2 separate regions of the Gossypium arboreum genome follow, and region 2 is linked to region 1. The links are chromatin contacts, called in public Hi-C maps. All regions are on one chromosome and are shown on one strand. The core of a region is the stretch at or near the end of the contact, and the rest is flanking DNA. Distances in the headings are between cores, read along the strand shown.

What was found. Hi-C and Micro-C count contacts between places; a contact is called where the count stands out from the background.
Region 2: a Hi-C map of leaf shows a contact between it and region 1, with 2.6 times the contacts expected there. The contact joins the promoter of LOC108465100 here to the enhancer-like site in region 1. A contact is called at or near these places in 2 of 5 Hi-C or Micro-C datasets (both in leaf).

The regions. Positions count from the first base shown.
Region 1 is chr2:39,287,103-39,291,024 of ASM2569848v2, reverse strand. No RefSeq gene overlaps it. Among protein-coding and RNA genes, the nearest start is that of LOC128289499, 14 kb to the left of the region's middle. Within about 2 kb of position 1,889, at least 2 of the 2 cell types and tissues checked have an H3K27ac peak or open chromatin away from gene starts, as enhancers often do. A contact at or near this core is called in leaf, where this site is marked.
Region 2 is chr2:40,176,243-40,180,164 of ASM2569848v2, reverse strand. LOC108465100 (leucine-rich repeat receptor-like tyrosine-protein kinase PXC3) reads right to left here and starts at 2,012. Exons shown (of 2, transcript XM_017765413.2): 1 at 1-2,012. The coding sequence starts at 1,012.

The DNA.
Region 1 (3,922 bases), core at 640-3,139:
CGTACGCCTATAGAAGTACCCAGTATTGTGATTGCCATGAATAAGCCACTCACATCTTTGTTTTTAGCACCACAATAGCGCTTTGTGGTCTAAATATCTTCTAACTCTAACAATAACCTCTTCTCTAATGTTAGAAGTTTAGTAAAGCACTGCCTCTTAATTGCCCATTGAACTCCTTTTATTCTCCCCAAGACCAGGTTTCCTCCTTGCAAAAATGTCACAAAAGGTATCCTTGTTCCATAACATAACCTTTTCAGTGAAATGAGAAACCGTATCCAAAAGAGAACTGGACATCTATCATTCATTCTTAACCAAGCTGTTAAACGTAGAATGAGAAAGCCACCCAATATGAAATCTAAACAGATGCTCAACTCTCTAATTAGCTTGAATGTTCGTTTCAGCTAAAGATGAGACGATGATCTGATTTCATTTTCAACAAATGGAAAACGATGGTATCATAATACAAATGACAACAAAATCATTACATATTGCCTGATCCAGCCTCTCAAAGGTGTGAACTCAACGTCAAGTGAGGTTTAGACCTTTAAAACCCAAATCCTATAGCCTATTATAGAACATAAAATCTTGAAATGAGGACAGCCTTGACTAGACCTTTGAGCCCATCTTGGCTTCTCATCACTACTAAGAATTACATAAAGTCACCAACTAAAAGCCATGGTTCCTACATATTCTCAATAATCAAATTAAGACATTCCCATAGCCATTTTCCTTATCAAGAATTGACACTCCCATCAACAACAGTTATAAAACAATAACCTCTCCTATTAGGTGGAGAAACTTTCATATGGATGAATTAAAGTGATTATAGGCTAACATCAGACCATAAGACATAAAGACCACCTGAGAAACCTTGCGCTTCAACACAATGAGAATACGACATACCAATTTTCTCTATAATGGAGTTAGCCTTAGACCACTAACTTTTTTTTTTTTCAACCAGAACTACAATGACCAACTTATGTTCGCTAAGGTATTCCTTAAGAAAATTAACAAACCGAGAATGACCACACCCTTGCACATTCCAAAAAAGAAATTTAGGATTCACAATAAAAGAATAAGAAAGGATAAACCTGACATTATGCCTTGACACCACTAGAAACACCAATGCCCTCATGGCTCTCATCTTCTTCAATACCTTCCATGGCTTCATTAACTTCATTAAAATCCTAATCAATTTGTTCCACCCTATAGAATCGTTAATTGGCACTTCATCGTGCCGCCCCGTCCAACTCTGATTCCAGCACTAGGTGAAATCTTCTTTGGATCTTTGTCTGGCAATCGCGATGAAGAAGCTTTAGAGTACTGCTTAGGCTCTTCTTCACCATCCTTGGTTGCATTCTGGTTCTCGAGAATCTCAATGTTTCGGTCCTGATTCTCTATTTCCTCCATCGATACTAGTCAAGCTAGGTTCATTTATAGAAATAATCACACTTGGGTTGAATTTATTGTGATTATTTTTTGGTAAAGTAGTAGCAATATGGGCTTGGGTTTTCTGCTACCCTTGTTCCTTGTCATGGGCTTGTAAGCACCTGCAGCTTGTCCCAAATAGAAGACCTCGGCTCCACTAATCATGGGATCATTCCCCCCTGTATTAGTAGCTGACACATTCTCCTCAAAATCTGCAAAATATCAACCGAGATTTTTCCTTATTCAACCCTTAATTTTTGTCCCTTAGAATATTCTCTTTCCTTGTTTGCTTCCTTGGCTGATGCTGGACAACCATCCAATCACTGAATTGCTCCTTCTCAACAGACGAGTACATTTAAGGGTTCTCCGGCTGCACATTCGACAATTCTTCATCCTGTACTTCCTTCATAATATTCAACGGACAACCCTCACTCAGATGACCATACCTACAACAGCCGAAAGAAATTGTCGCAAGTCACTCATACTCAACCCTTTGGAGCTGACCATCTATCCAAATATTAGACACAAGTGGCTTGTGGCTTACTAAGATCTACATTAACCGCCATTCGAGAAAGTCCTCGTGAACTGCTATTTGTATTATAGTTGATCCTTATCACCCTTCCAATAGTTCTACATTTGGCTTTTAAGATCCTCTTCTTATACATGGTTCCAGATTAACTAGAAAGCCGTATCCAAGCCACTACATTTAACGGATATGGTTGAAGCGTGCTGAGTTTCGGAGTCCATGGTTGATCAATAAGATAACGGTCGTAAACCACCCATGGACCTTCCGACAGAACCTTTGTGAAATCCATCTCATCACTAAACTTCCCCAAGAAATAGTCATTATCAATATCCATGAGTTGAATAGCTTATTGTGGTTTCCACAAAGCGTAGATTCGATTATAGAGGGCATTAAGCCCAATTCTCCTCCCTAGCAGCTTGGCCACCACCGTCCACGCCAGACTCATCTCCATTAACTTATGAACTCTATCAGAAAACTTGATAGAGGGCACTCCGTCTATACTCCAGTCGCTATGCCACTCTCAACAAGAGGAATATCATCCTCCTCACGTACCATACCAGTCCCTTTTTAATCCTTAACCACTTTCCATCAACCTATCCTTGAATGAGACAAAATGATGTGATTTCTGAGACTTGGAGAGATTAGAAAATGGCTTAATTGAAGGTCGTCTTAGTTGAAGGGATGGTGGAAACCGCGACCCAAAGAACTTGAATGTTTTAAGGAACAAAAGTTATATTCAAACTCGACCCGCTTAAATTTGTCAAATACCCGAACCTTAGTATATTGAAGTCCACACTTCGGGGTAGATTACAAAGTGATAAGACAGGGTTGAACGTCACAAACTTGTAAAAAGTTTGATAAGTTTAGAAAGTTCGGTTAAGAACTGACAAGAAAAAATTCTCACAAAATAAGTTTTATATTCAAGAATAGTTCAGCATTATAAAGATCCTATTACACTATTTATATACGCCCTCAAATGACCATTCAAATTCGGCACAAATGGTGTTCACACTAACATAATCATGTTCACACCTAACACTTAAAGTTGTTCACATTAAAGCATCAATATGTTCACACACACACTTAATAAATTTGGTTCATGTCCTTTTAGGTTGGTGCCTGTTTGGCCGAATAATCATGAAGCTTCACTTGGTGGATTCATGCATACTTAGCTTGGAAGAAAGCTTCATGTCCATGAATGTGCAGCCTTTGAACTCCTTAAATCCCTCTTGGCGGAATGTATATGCATGGCTCATGCATCTCTTTAATGTGACGTCTTAATGAGCTTGTGATGCATGGATGCAACATGCTTCTAGAATTTTCCATTTCACACAGTCCATGCCTCTTCTTTGATGGCTTTGAATCCTTCCTCATCAAGTAAACTTAAGACATGTATGTATCCCTTCCCATGAACAGTCATATGTACCAGTATTGAAGACTAAGTTCTAGAAGAATCCTTGTGCATGAATTTCGAAAATGGTCACCTACATCAAGTATAAATAGGCAATACATATGCACAATGTCTTCACTCAAAATTCAGCCATGAACTTAGAACCTATACTTTAACTCACACACATAGACATATATGAACAAAATGACACAAACTCATACACACAACTAGAACATATCATTTGACACAAATTGAACATCATGAGATAATTAACATATGCACACATGCTAAGATAATTATCAACTTAGCAACTTGAAAACAAAAACATAATAATATGCATGACAAAATCTATGGAATTAAATTAAAATGCAATCAAAACTTTAATTTAAAAGTCGTTAAAAGTGTTGGCCTAAAAAAATTATTTACACCCGTGAGATGTTTTATTTTGCACTTGGGTTATCCATGTGTAGGCCAATCTCGATATCTTTGAAAGGCTTTTTAATTAACAACCGAAATCACATTACAAAACCAGCAGAGGGAATAGAATCCATGTTACCCCCTCGGATAATCAGGCATCT
Region 2 (3,922 bases), core at 763-3,262, 890 kb before region 1:
GACTGTTCCCAGAAAGAATGAGCTCTTGAAGATTCGTAAGTTGTCCAATCTCCGGAGGGATTATTCCAGTAAATCCATTGTAGGCCAAATTTAGGAGTGTAAGGTTAGTACACTGAGCAAACTCCGAGACGATTTCACCAGAGAGATTGTTATTATCTGCTTCAAAGTATGTGAGGCTGCTAACATTTCCAATTGTCCTGGGAATCACACCAACAAGTTTGTTATTCCCGATACGGATGCTTGAGAGGCCAATGCAGTTACCAATTGCTTCGGGAAGATCACCGGAGAGTCCATTCTGGGTGAGAACCAAAACTTCCAGCTTCCCCATACCAAAAATGCTCTTTGGTATTGGCCCATCAAGCCGGTTTGAATGAAGGTTCAGCAATTTGATTTCAGAAAGGGAGCCTAGATTATCAGGAATTTCACCACCTAATTGGTTCTCATAGGCTGTAAAAACTCTCAAATTGGTCAAATGGCCCACCCAATGTGGGATAGAACCACTCAACCTATTGCTAGAAATCTGAATTTCCTGCAAATTTTCTAGCACCTTGAATTCTTGAGGTATCTCTCCTACAAGTAAGTTGTTTGACAAGTTCAATGATCTAAGGTTTCTAAGACTAGCCAACTCCAACGGAATAGAACCTTCAAACTTATTCAATGACAAATCCAGATATTGAAGCTGGGATAAATTCCCAAAAGCTGAAGGAATTGGCCCGTTGAAGTTATTATAAGAAAGGTCGAGGTGTTTTAAAGCTATAAGATTAGATATTAGAGTAACATTACCTCTAAGCATACGCCTAGAAAGATCAAGCCTTTCAACAAATGAATGGTTGAAGCCACAATGAATGCCTTCCCAATTGCAGTAGTCCGTGCTGTTGTCACCCCAACCCGGTACACCACCCAGCTTCTTTTTAATGGCTAACAATGTAGCTTCATCATGGAGCTGAGCATCCACAAGAACTGGTCCTGATAGAATCCCAACCACCAAAAATGACAAGTATAAAAATGCCATTATCTGAGCTTATCTTTTGTAATGCAGCAAGCTCCTCTTCAAATAACAAGTTTTTGAGGAAAAAGCAGTGAGGTTGGAGCCCAAAAGACAGCAACTTTCTCACTGGTCAAAGCATCGCAGTCAGTATACAAAGAGTGAAGATTTCCCAGAGACTGAAAACCCAGAAAAGGACAAACATATCCCATTAGAGATATTGCCAGAAAACTAGTAGTGATGGAGAAGCAAGTAGCCCCATAGTTTTAGGTAAAGATGAAAGGAAACCCGAGGAATGATTACGGTGGGAGAGTGAGAGAGAAGAAAGAAACGCAAGAGAAGATGGGGTGAAGGAGGAACTGAAGGGGTGATGTTAGGTAGATCAAAGAAGATGATTCAGTATGCTTCTGAAGAAACAAGTCGAAGCAAAGGAGGGTAAAGGGTAAAGCTGGGAGAGAGAGTGTAGTATGTTTGGGAACAGCAAAAGGGAGGTTATGCCATGGGGATAGATTCGATGAAGCCAATTCCTTTTTCACGAGAACCGGGCAGTGTTGATTTAATGAAGGCCGAATTGCATCAAACGCTCTCTCTCTCTCTCTCTCTCTCTCTCTCTCTCTCTCTCGGACTGAAAGCTGAAAAGTGTAATGGGACATGATATGATGCATCCGCCAGGGCTAGCTTAGTGTCAGACACACAGATCATGTCCCCTTCCCTCCTTGTCTGTGAGCCAGAGATACAACAAACAACTAAATCGTAATACCCACCATTTTCCATATCAAATAATTCACCTATGCTTCCTTCCTTTCCGCTTATAATTTATTTATTTATTTTCTAGGAGACATTAGCTCATCAAGAACTCTTCTTTTTCTTCATAATTATTTCATCAAATAATTCACAATCGAACAAACAACATATCACAATATTTGATATCAAACCATTTATACCTATTATTAATTTCACTCCTTCTGTATTGATTTATTCATCACTGAATATTTAGACTCAACTAATTTCTTTTAAAAACATATTAGACTTCAAAAGCTGAAATATACTCTGTAGGAGAAAGAAATAAAATATATTAAAATAATAAAACATGTGGCATCAATAAAATATATTAAAATAATAAAACATGTGGCATCCTTTTTATTTTTGGAAGCAAATTATAGCTCAAGTACATTGAATATTAACTGTTATCATATATATAATGCAGTAAAATACACACTAAAATTGCGAAAAATGACGCAATTATGTTTTATTTATTTATTTTTGTTTTAATTATCCATTAATTTTTTAATAAATCATATTATTTTTCATCATATTTAAAAAACATTATGTTTACATGATAAAACCTAATTAATATTTATGGCCTTCGTATATGTTCATTTAAATCATAATTTAGAACTAAAAAATAATAATATAATTAAAAACCTAATAATAATAATAGTAATAATAATAATATGTTGATCTTCACACTAAAACTATGAACATTCAATTATATTATGATTTAATGCATTAAAATAAAAAATATATAATAAAATTAATTATCCATTAATCATTATATTTTTGGTATTTAATGAACATATTAATTTAAATAGATTATATTATATTTACTTTTAACAATTTGATATAAAATTGAACTTTCAATTCTCATAGGTTATTTTTTTTTGTATATAATAAAATTAAATTATATTAAATTATATGATAAATAATTTCATGTGTTTTGTGTATATTAATTTAAATAAACTGTATTAACTTTTATTAAAAATTCAATTATTTATTTTATTAAATTATAAAACTGAACATTAAATATTCTTTACCATAATTTAAATAAATTATAAATTATATTCTGTTGCGAAAATCATCGTTCAATTACCATAGTTTTTCTTATATTAATTTAAATAATTTATATTATATTTATTTAATATTTTTTAATAATTTATTTAATATTCTTTTAACATTATAACAAGGTACATAATCTATACTTGCGTCAAGTGACGCGTTTCAATTTTACATTTAATTTCTATTATTTATAATATATTACAATATTTTTCATTAAAATAATTAAAATTTTTAAAAATAATATTGTTTTTTATTAAAATATTTTATTAAAATATATTATCATGCTTACTAAACTAAAACAATGGGTACAATCATATTTAATATATTAAAATATTGATTATTTAATGTGTAGATATTATATTTAACCGTGCATGAGTACCAATTATTATAATAGTTATTTTTTTTAGAGAAAATTCAGTTACCTTATTTAATAGAAGAAAATAAAAAGATACAGTCTAAAGAGGCCTCTCTCATGGAGAGACCCTAACCAATGCCAAGTCATCAAGTAAAGTAGCAAATAGATGTGAACAAAACACTTGAGGGGAGAAGTTGGGGAAACAAAGAGATCAATAAATTCCCCAAATCAAAGCTTCCCGTTGATAGTCCACAAATAGCTTTGAAAGCTCATTTGTCTCTCAAATAAGTGCACTAATTTCTGATAAATCTTTTGAACTTGTGGTTAACTTTTAGATGACCGACCTAGAATCACTTTTCAGGATGATTGACAGGAAACTCATATCAAGAGCGAACCTTAACTCATGGACCACTGCTAGAGCTTTTGCTGCAAAAGCTATAGGCAATTGGAAGGTAAGACAACTACAAGCCCACATAGTTTGTTCATGTTCATCCCTAATGATTACTCTTGAATATCCCTTTCTCTGTGCAAGGGAAAAGCTGGCACCAACATTTGTCTTGACAAGAGATGTCGAATGAAGGGACCAGTGAACAACTTGAAGTGGAGGCGACCGATATATACTTTCAGCCAGCGCTTCTGTGACAGCCCTAAATTGACCCTAGTTGGAAAGTGGTTTCGGGACCACTAAACCGAGTCATAAAAATAATTAACTGTCATAGTTGATGCTTATTATATGTATATATGCA